Linked DNA regions of Gossypium hirsutum: region 1 is linked to region 2. The links are chromatin contacts, called in public Hi-C maps. All regions are on one chromosome and are shown on one strand. The core of a region is the stretch at or near the end of the contact, and the rest is flanking DNA. Distances in the headings are between cores, read along the strand shown.

Evidence for each region. A called contact is a pair of places that touch in the nucleus more often than the background predicts.
Region 1: a contact with region 2 is called in a Hi-C map of leaf, with 2.4 times the contacts expected there. The contact joins the promoter of LOC107959957 here to the promoter of LOC107892547 in region 2. A contact is called at or near these places in 5 of 34 Hi-C or Micro-C datasets (leaf and seedling).

The regions. Positions count from the first base shown.
Region 1 is chrA05:72,679,959-72,686,103 of Gossypium_hirsutum_v2.1, reverse strand. It overlaps LOC107959957, which reads right to left and starts at 3,456. Exons shown (of 4, transcript XM_016896136.2): 1 at 2,555-3,456; 2 at 2,262-2,458. The coding sequence starts at 3,236.
Region 2 is chrA05:72,393,082-72,398,568 of Gossypium_hirsutum_v2.1, reverse strand. It overlaps LOC107892547, which reads left to right and starts at 2,661. Exons shown (of 2, transcript XM_016817619.2): 1 at 2,661-3,190; 2 at 4,015-4,520. The coding sequence starts at 3,002. The coding sequence ends at 4,263.

The DNA.
Region 1 (6,145 bases), core at 2,207-4,706, 290 kb before region 2:
TAACAGAGGGAAGACAGCTCCGAATGAAATTTAAACATGTTAATGCAAAACAAATAACATGTATTGATCAGAAATGAGGCCTGAAAAAGGAATACAGTCACAAAAAATAAACATCAAGTCCAACGTCAGGCTAAGGAATATGAAACTAAGAAGCATTACATCCAGGGTAACGCTAATCCTGCCTATTGACTCATTCCTACCTCACCGCCACATAAAAATCTGCAAGCATCGCCTAGTTATACAATGACAGAGAGAACCACCTACCAAAAGATATTTTATTCTGAAGACCAATATACTATATGGGTCTGAATCTTAAGAATCATTTAAATACCCCCATACAGATTAATCCAAAACAGTTTACACCCTATTCCTAGTATCTCGAAGCTTTCCGTGACAAACTGAAAGCAGAAACTTAAGGCAACCCTCTGTGTTTCTTCAGCATCCCCTCTCAAAAACTTGACTGCTTTAGGCCATTCAAGTTTCAGTTTTGTGTTCCATTAGCCAATACATGAATCCATACTACACAAACCAACCTTCTAATTAAGATCTTTCAGTTTCTCCAAATGAAAAACATGTTTTTATTCCTTCCTGCTAAAAGTGCTTCACCAAAGAAATTGGCCATGTATTATTTCTGAGCCAACTTCTAAATTTGCAACTTAAATACCAAGATTCTTTTCTAAAATAAAATCTAAATAACCTTGTCTTTTTCCAAATCCTTCTCAAATTTCACCTAAAACTAACAAAACTACAGCATGCCGCTTGAGACTGTTCTAGGGGTGATCACAAAGCAAAGAAATTGAAAGAATCTGAATTGCAGGGAAAATCATATGAATGAATTCAATCAAACATGCTGATAGTTACAACAATCCACTGCTAAAATGAATAAATAGAAAAGACTACTGATCATTCCATCCCCCTTTAAGCTATATATTAGTAGAGGGATACTAGCAAAGATAATGAGATGACATGAATGAGCAAGAATACTTATTGTGACAAAGATTTAGAATTTGAAACATTATTCAAATCGGACAAATTTTTTAGAACCCAACTTTTAGCTGACTTGGACATAGTCACGGCCACCAATAACTTAGTAAACCCATCACCAACAATATTTAATTGCTACTACCAATCCCGAAGTATAATACAATTAATAGTGGCCAAGAAAGTCCTAAAGCTTTATGGTAGAGAATCAACGTTCAGAATGCAACACATACATGGTGCATAAATAACAAATAAAGGGAGTTCAGAGTAACCTCTGTCAACATCCAAATAGGGCATCTACACAGGTGGTATAAAGAAGTCAAAGGAAAAAAGGCAGGATACTGGTTCTCAAAGCCATTTGCATGTAGCCAAAGCCCAGAGAATTAATCAGTTTTAAAAAATCCACGAGTAAAAATTTCTCAATTCTTATCGCCATATTTGTTGAGTACAAACAACTTGACAAAAAAATCCAAACTACAGATCATCATATTCGTTGGTTCTAAAAGTTTTATACAATATACTAGCCACCAAGTAGAAACAACTAACAAGAAATTCAAATAATTCTTCCAGTCATTGGTACAAACTATCAACCCTTTAAAAATCCTTCTCAGCTTCTTTCCTAGTTTCTTTTATTCTAGTTAACCCTAACCTCAGATCTAAAGCCTTCCTATTCAGCTGTGTTCCATCAAGTTTTATCACTAACAATACCAAAAATGTTACTTTAACAACCCCCTCCCACCTTAGCAAAAGGAGAACAATGCATAGGTGGATTTAAATTCTCATTTCTATTCCGATGATATGCATATATAAAACAATAGATAAATAAAAGAGACTTGATAGAGTTCAAAATGTTGATGTACAAAGGATCTCGCAACCTAACATAATGGTTAAGAAAATAAAGAAGACTTCATAGATTTTGAAATGTTGATGTCCAAAGGATCTTGCAACCTAACATACTGGTTAAGTCAGGTAAAAAATATATGGAGTTCTAACATTTTTTATGCATACTGAAATATAGATAGCCAGTACGATTCCACTTCAACCTTTTAAGCATACAGATACAAAAAATAGCTATGACAATAGTTTGAATGCAATGCCCTTAAGTTCTCTCATGTCGACACTTACTATTAGAAATTAACAGTCATTTCAACAAAGCTGAAAGTATAGAAATAAAAGGGAAGTCAAGAATTTTATACTACAACATTTATCAGAAATAAAATGCAAAGTTAAATCCAATAACCAAACTCTTTACTCTTCTTAAGCTAGAACAAAGTTAATACCTTTTGCTGATACTGCCCGACAGAATCTTCCACCTGAAGAGGCACAGAAATGGGCACACTCTGCACTGGAACCTGGAAAGTGGTATAAGTCCCAGCAGCAGCAGCTGCAACCACTTCAACTGGAGCCTTCATCTCCGGCGTCGTCGTAAAGTAATCCAAAGCCATAATCTTGTTAAGCCTCTCTCTCAACCCAGCATCTGAAACAAAAAGAACTGCCCAAGTTAGAAAACCTAGAAACTTAAAAATAGAAAGCCCCCCCCCCCAAAAAAAAAACAAATGGAGTGCTTTATTACAGGAGACGTCGGCATTGGGGTCAATGGGCCGGTCAGAGTTGGAAAGCCAAAGCTTAGCATGGTGGAGGCAACGGTGCAAAGCGTTCTTGTGAGACAAACTGGAATCAGCAGAGCGTGAAGTCAATAGTGCACTCAGCGTCGAAATGGAATCCAAATCTTTCTCGCTAAGCAGATCGGTAGCGTCGTCGGTGACATAATCGTAAGTCAGGCAACAGCCCCTCTCGTGCGTCCGAGTCAACATCATCGAAGTGAAATCATTCTGAGACTTTACATCGAACAACGACCCGAAATAGAGCAGGTTGAGGAGATCTTCAACAGCATGATCGGGCTCATTGGGCGGCTGCTGCTGTTGTTGGGCTTCCGAGGTAGTTTCTTCCGCGGAAATGGTTTGACGCTGTAAAGCGAGTGAGATTTCTTCAGAGACGGCGGAGGAGAGAGGGTGGCGAAGCTTCTCGAGTTCGTCGATGAGGGCGGAGACGGAGGGTTTTGAACGTAGGACTTCTTCTTGTTCTTTGTTTAAGGGTTTGCCCTGGGAGACGGATTCTTCCATCTGGAGGATGCGGTTGTATTTCTTGCGTAAGGCACGGATGCGTTTGTTGATGAGGCTAAGGACTGGACCGTCGGAGGAAGTGGTGGTTATTGTGTCGGAGGCAACTGTTGTTGTTGCTGCAGCGGTCGCCATTTGAGGGGTTTTTGCGGTTGACTGTGGTGGTGGCTGATCGCTGTTTGGAAGAGCACCACTGGGAGGTGGTGGCGCTGGTGGTGGTGGTGGTAGTGGTAGTGGGCGGCGGGATAAGAGATTTTTGGAAAAGAAAAGGAAAGTGAATGATTTTGATGTAGGCTTTTTTGGGTAAACCACTGGTTCAAGTAATAGTAATAGTTACAACAAAATAATAATAAAATAGATAAACGATGAGAAAATAAAATAGAAATATCAACAGTTTAACTTCGGATTTTTTTATTTTTTTATTTACTAAGAGTTTACCTTAAAAAGTCATTTTTAAGTATTTAATAATATTATATTCTAAAATATTAATTTTTATTTTTATAATATTTAATAAAAATTTTAACTATTATTCCGCTCAAATTAAAATTATTATTAATTTTTTTAAAATATAATAATAATAAAATACATCATAAGACACCAAATTAACAGTAATTACTACTTTTCCAACGCTAACAAATACCAAATTTCCTTTGTTTATGATATTTTTCTTTTCAAACTTAAATTTGGGATTGAGTTTTAATAAAATTAATATATATTAAAAACTATAAAACTAGACCTTAAAATTTTATATTTTAAAACCTTAAATAATAAATCTTATATTATAAATAAATTTGTCCATGGGTCGAGCTTTAAAAATTAGTTCGAAAAGTAGAATGATTTGAGTAAAAATATAGGCTTGAATAATGAGATTGGACAAAAAAATAAAGCCCGTTTAAAAAATAGATCAGACCTTAGATAAGGGTTTTTGACTCAGGCACAGCTTGACCCGAATTTTCAAAAAGAAAAAACTATTGTTTTGCTACAGTTTTCTCACTGTTTTGCTCTCATTTCACTATTATGTTATTAATTTATTTTTAATTTATTGGAAAACATTTATTTTAATGTTTGTAGTGTTTTTGATGTATAATATTTTTTAAATTTTTATATAAAAATAAAATAAGCAAATTTTAATATGGGTGGGTAAAGTTGGACCTAAGCTTTAATATTTTTATCTGAATCGAATTTTAGCAAAAATTTAGACCCATTTTTCAAGTCTATCCAAGCTTGAAACTATTAATCAAGCTTAAAATTTTATTATCCAATTTGACCCGACCCATGAACAATTATAATCATAAACTTCAAACCTTAAATTTTAAATCTTACCCAACCTTAAATCATAATGTAGTCATTTCTATAAAATCATAATTTTTAAAATTTTAAATTCTAAATCCAGTATGACTTATTTATCCATTGTTGTTTTAAAAATACATTTAGAAAGTACTGGCGGAAAAAATACTGTGAAAAAAGTGTGATTTGATCATTTCAAATGCCTGTTATTGTTGTAAAAAATTATAGTGATAAATTAAAATGTTGTTTTCAGACATATGTTTGAAAGTAAAATTTAATTAATTTATATAATATTTTAATATAATATATAAAATATAAATTTTAAATATCATTTAAATAATTAATATAATTTATTTGAAAAATTAATGATATATAAAATATTTTAAAATTTTAAATATAATGATAAATTATATTGAAAATTTTAATAAAATGATATTTGTGAATAACATTTAAATAATTTAACTTGATAATAAATTATATTTAAATAATTTAATATAATAATACAAAAATATAAATTAATCTAAATTTATAAATACTTTTTAATTAGTTAATGTAAATATGGATTTGGGCTTAGGTGAAAAAGCATTTCCTCATTGGGAAAATGAGGAGAAAATATCAATTTTCAAAATTATTTAGTAAAGTTATTTTTTTCAAGAAAAATAGGTTGATTTTAAAGAAAAACATAAAACATATCTTACTAGATATGTTTTCGTCCAACAATAAATTTTTTCATCAGTCAAAAAATTCAACAGCTAGTTTATTTACTAAACCCAGCTCATTTTTTTTCTTTTGCATTTAAATCTTATTCTCTCAATTCTCTTAAATTATTTATTCTCTTAACTATTTAGTTCCCAATTTTTCATTCAATTTCTTTGAAATTCTTTTTGTTTTAATTTTATATTCCATAAATTATTTAATTTTATTTGTTTTTTATAATTTTAAAAATGTCAATGTCACATATTCATTTGGATGATAGACACATTTACGACGTTGAATTGCAAATGATAAGAAAATATTATTAAAATTTTTAATTTTAATTAATTTAATTATTAAATTGTCGCTTTTTTGATTTTCTAATTTTTTTATGTTTACATAACCAAAATCAAAGATTGGATCATGAAGACGTACATAACACTTTAAGTGCGAGAGACTATATAGGCAAATATTGTGAAAACGAAAACTTAGCAAATTGGTGATGGGCATAATTGGGAGTAGATTGAATTAACTAATTAATTTAACTAAATTTAACTAAGTATGCTAAAAATAAATGAAAGGTAAAAAAAAATAATAAGGAGAAATTCATATGTTTTAATTACGATGACATGAAAGAATTAAATTAATTGTCTTTTTTAACTTAGAATTATTAAAATAATGTTAATGATGTTATGAAAATAAATCATGGCAATTCGGCTATTTATTAACCTATGAAGTCCTACTTATTTAATTATTAAGTTTTTCTAGCATATTTCTACGTTTAATCAACTTGAGAATCTCATAAGTAGAAATCATATTATATGAAGTAACAGTGATATATCTAACTAAAACAATTTAATCACATTAATCTAAGGTTATGCAAGGTAATAAATTTCTTTCAATCTTATTACTACTTTGACCTAATTTATCATAAATAGATCAAATATGCACCATTCATGTAACACTCCTAACTCTAATCCGTCGCCGGAACAGGGTTACGAAGCATTACCGGGATTTATAGATCAAATACAAAAAAATATATATCATTTCACATTCATATCATA
Region 2 (5,487 bases), core at 1,412-3,911:
TGACTCGGATTTGTGGTCCCGAAACCACCGTTCCGATTAGGATCTAAATCGGGCTGTTACATGCATATTTTGTTTTTATGATTTTAGGTTGTTAACACAAACATGCACAACTAATTTTAAATAAACTTACTTATCTGGAAGAACATTATCATGAAATTAGTTGAGATTTAACATAAACCTAAGTGAAAGGAACTCACGAGAGATTACTAGGTAAAGCTTTACCTATTCTACGGGTTCTTTCCATTTTGTACTAGGGTCTTCTACTGTTCTTTTAGCTAAATAAAATTAAACACACTGTTTAGTACAGATTCAACTGAACCTTAATGTAAAAACAAGAATCGAATACATGCAATTGTTAACCAGAAGGAAGTTTCCTTCCCTTCGATCTCTAATAGAAACATATATAAGTGGTTGCTATAACACTATCATCCTCTGATATTAAACTAAAAAAGGATTCAAGAATTTACCAACAGTTGGCTTGAAAAGGTTAGTTACTAGTCAAGTTGAAAGCTGATACCTTTTTCACACAGCGAAGAACACACTAGGTTTCTTCTGAAAGAAAAAATAACAACAGAGAAATAGGAAATAAAGTCCTCCTCCGTTAAGCATTTATCCTATTTACATAAAAATTAGCTCGTAATTCCACTATAACGGGTTACCTAATAATTTTAGATTCACACACGATTCCACTAATCAAACATCATAAATGAAGCTCTAAAGGTGTCATGCAAAATGACACGTTTCTTACACAGGATTTGATATGTTTCTTGTACGTGTCCTACTAATTGTGGATTCTAAAACAACAAACCTATGCGCCACAATTGAACTCGCCAATGGCTAGTTCACAATGGAAAAGCTCACCAAATACGGAATAGGAATCCACAAGATGATAGAACCTAGCAGAACATTTTGCAAGAGAAACTTAGCCAAATGAAACAATTCACGCGAATTTGACTAGCTCATATGTGAGTCATTGCCAACTTCACTTAGTCAACCAACCAAAACACGGAATAGAAAATTTTGGGGAGTGACAATGGTAAGAATAATGGTAATAGAAAACCAGAAAATAGGAAAAGGAAGCCCAACAACCATTTGAGGGGGCAAGGAGAATGAAAAGAAGCCAATACAATGCTTATTATGTTGTGGACTGCATATGATACAGGACTGTCCAGAGTGATCTGAGATATTCACGATCAATAAGAGAAAGCAAAGTCTAATGAGGAAAGTGTATTGAAGCTTGGATCAATGACACTCAATTCTGTGAAAGCGAAGAGGGATCACAAGTAGAAAATGGTTGATGTTTGTGGACATTAATATCGTAAGCTGAAGGGGGAGTGATCTTGTTGGTACAGGGGTATCTAATTGTTTATATTTGGAAAATCCACGGGTAAACTTGGTCTCTTAATTAGCAAATTGACTAAAAAGATCAAGACTATTAATTCTAAAGAGGTCCCACTTGTAAGAGTAGCACAAGAATTTGAGTTATAGATTAGTTAGTGGAAAGGCAAGGAAGACTTTGAGGTAATTCACTTAGATGATTATGACTTTGTTCTTGGCTTGAATTTCCTAGACAAGATTAATGCTCTTTTGATTTTCTTTTCCGATTGCATATGCATCTTGGATACTCATCAGCAACAATGCATTATGTCGGTGAGTTGAGACATGAGGGGTGAAACCAAGATATTGTTGGTAATCCAGCTGGCTGAAGGTATTCCTTGTGGTGGGAATGTTGGCTTGGTAAATTGGAGTGCCAAAAGGACCTCATTGGAAATGCTAGAGGTGTGGAAAATCCATTTGAATCCTGTTGAGTTATTAGTAGGGCTAGCACCTATGAGAGAGGTCTTTTGTTCATCAAACTTTGTGAGAAAAGTGGTGATACAAACTAGGCAGTTAAACAGAGTAAATGCTATGATTGAAGTAAATCTCAAACACTTTTCTAGTGGTTTTCATTATGATTTATTGTTGGTTTGGCAAAGGAACAAGGATCCTTTCAGAGTTCTAAAGTAGGTAAGCCAAGGGACTTACAAACCAAAGTTGGTGGTAAAACTCAAGGTTAACCCAATGTTTAATATGGGCATGCCTAAGCTTATTTGTGCTGATCAAGGGGATCTTGATTGAGGCAAGCCACAATAGGGGCAAGTAAGAGCGATGGACTCTTACAATCGAGATGTACAAAGGGGAAATATAGTTCAAGTGATTCGACGGAAGTACTTTAGGCCGAGGCATACGTACTTTGTTCGATAGAAGTGACTTTTCAATAGTAAAGCTAGTTGGGAACTAACTGAGGCTTTATCACAGTTCCAAGACTAGGGTGAATATTTTGTAATTTTAGAGAATTTTTGTAAATTCCTTTAAGAATCTCTACTTTGTAGATTGTCTTTAATCTCAACAATTGATGTATTTTAAATTAGACGGTTGGATCATGAAGAGCTCAACTATAAATAGGGTATTTCCCTTTCATGTGTAATGACTTTATTTTTGAGTATTGGTGACAATATCTACTTAAACACTTGGAGTGTTATTGCTTTTTTGTAGTTTTTATTTTTTGTTTGTTTTTTACTTCTTCAGAGTTTGCTTTCATTTTATTTTGATGCCTAGAAAAATTTTAGTTGTGAATTCTTATATTTCTAAAGCTAGACTCATTTAAACGAATTTGAAGCTAATTTTTTTTAACCTAAACCGCACAGTTTACTATATTTGGAAAGCTGACTTGAACTTCGAAGATACTATCAATCTCCAAACACATACTTGAAAGAATGATTTATGAACAAAACCCGCGAACTCTTAACTCCACCATCTCTCGCTCTCAATTATCGTCTCAATTTATTTCCCTTTTTTTTTTCTTTCTGAAAACATGTCTCGAAAGAGAGACAAACCCTACCTCTCCCGTCACGCCCCAGCTTCAATCTCTAAACGGCGTCGTCCTCTGCCACCTCACCCGCCACCTCCGCCGTCTTCTTAGAATGAGGCCAAGCCAAAGCCGCCACCGGCTGTTATTGTCATGGGTCTTCCCCCGAATTGCTCGGTGCTCGATTTGAAGTCGAGGTTTGAGATCTACGGTTCGATCTCTCGCATCCGCATCAATTGTGATGCTGTCGGTTACATTGTATACCGCTCTAAGGAATCCGCCGAGTCCGCCATTGCGGCTTCCCTTGATTCCTCTTTCGGCATTACCGTTGATTCCAAAAGGGTAATTATATAATTAACTGTGTTTAGTTTTTCAGTTCTTGTTTGGTTACTTTTTATAATTGAATCGGTGCTTCCTTTTGATCCTAATTTGAGTAAATTAACCAAGTTGGATAGCTTTAAGGTTGAATTAAAAATAAGAGAGTCGATTAACTTGAAATTTTTACCTTTAAAGAGGAACTGAAGTGTTATAATTTAGAGTTTTAAGGTTGCATTGAAACTAAAAGAGTCAATTAAATGGAAATTTAATTATCCTTTAATGAGGAACTCAAGTTACAATTAGAGCTTTAAGGTTGATTTGAAACTAAGAGAGTCAAATTGAAAATTCTTTAATGAGGAGCTGAATTTACAATTTAGAGCTTTTATAGTTGTAAGCTTAAAGAGTGAAGTTAGAATTTAGAGCTTTAAGGTGGAATTGAAACTAAAAGAGTCAATTAAGTTGAAAATTTTACCTTTAATGAGGAACCGAAGTTAGAATTTAGAGCTTTAAGGTTGAATTGAAACTTAAAGATTGAATTACATTTAAAGTTTTATCCTATAATGAGGAACTGAAGCTAGAATTTAGAAGTTTCAAAAAAAGAAAAGAAAAGAGTTAGAATTTGGAGCTTTAATGTTGAATTGAAACTTAAAAACTTGATCGAAATGAAAATTTTAACCTTTAACAAGGAACTGAAGTTAGAATTTAGAGCTTTGAGGTTGAATTGAACTAAAGGAGTCTGTTAAATTGAAAAATTTACTTTTTAATGAGATGAAGTTCAGATGTAGAGCTTAGCAGTTGACGCTCAACATCAAGAAGTTTGAAATTCTGAATTGTGATTTTGCTTGCAGGTTCAAGTTTTGTGGGCAACCGATCCTTTAGCTCAATGGAGAGACGGAATAGGGGTTAATGCTAATAACGATAAAGGGGCAACATCTTCATCAAAGCTCTTGCGGCCTGAGGTGCCTTTAAGCAGGCATGGAAGAAGTAATAAGCTTGCATCAACCATAGTCAACCCAAGAACCACTGATGATGGTTCTTCAATGTTAGAATTGCCATTTAAAGGTAGAGAAATTGTTGCCTATGATGACATTCTCTAATGCAGGACGTGTGAGTGTTCTTGGGATCTGTCTACTTTGTAACAATAGTGCTAGTTGTTATGAATTAGGTTCATTTTCACTCTAATTTCTAGAAATCTAATGTTTTTAGGGTGAAAATGGTTTGTGTGTTGGAGTTGGAGAAATGAGTTGAAGGAATGGTGTTGTTTTAGTTTATGGCCTTCTAAAGATGTTCCTCTAGTAGTAAAGAATGGAATGTTTTCTTTATTTTATTTATATTGATCATAGTTTTTTTGTTATATATTTTTTGATATGTTTTGAAAGATTCAAGTGTTTCTTGATTGTTGAGTATGGGTGTTTGTTTAAAATGCCATGTGCCTCAGGTTTCAATGTTGGTGAATTTTTTCATTGGAGATTGATAGTGTTATGCTTATTGATTCTAACGTCGCTATGATTCCCCAAGACTGCAAGTCTAAAGCGGGGTGGGATGGCTTTTTTCTCCCAAAATTTATGTTTTTCTGATTTTTTTCAAGTATTTGTGTGACGCATATTTTAATATGAATAGAAGACATAATCCTTCCCAGATCTTCCAAAGTTATTTAAAAAATAATAATTAAGAGATCGATTGTATTCATGGCAAATATAGTATATATGTGTGTTATCTAAAACCCATAAAACACTGTATTATTGTCGTATCTTGTGTGTTACACTTACCACAGCAGATGATTGTCAGCCGCACACTTGGAGAAGGTCTTCGACATTGGCCTTAATCATTGCAATTCTCTAAAAATAATATTTGGTATTTGTGTTACCTTAGATCGGAATTTACTTATTTTCTAAATTTTTTCATATATGGGATGATTAAACTACTTCCATGACTTGAATTTAGGTTTTCTTCTAATTTTTTATCTTAAAATAATATTTATGCTAAATGAATTGAAATTAATTATATGTCCATAATATTAGTATATAAATAGTGGATTAAGATATTTAAATCGGAATTTAAATATTATTTGAATTAGAAATTTACAATCCTTAAGTTAGAAAAAAATGTGGTTTAAATTTGAAAAACTTTGGGTAAATATTAGGCCTAAAAAATAGATTTTGATAAAAAATAATATAGGTTGAGTTTGGGCTTGAGCATTTAAGTTCTGAATCTTCCTCGGCCTAACTCGTTTTTAAATTTTTAATATTTTATATTATATTATTTTTTATATATTATATAATTTATAACATACAAAAATTAAATCTATAATAATATATAAT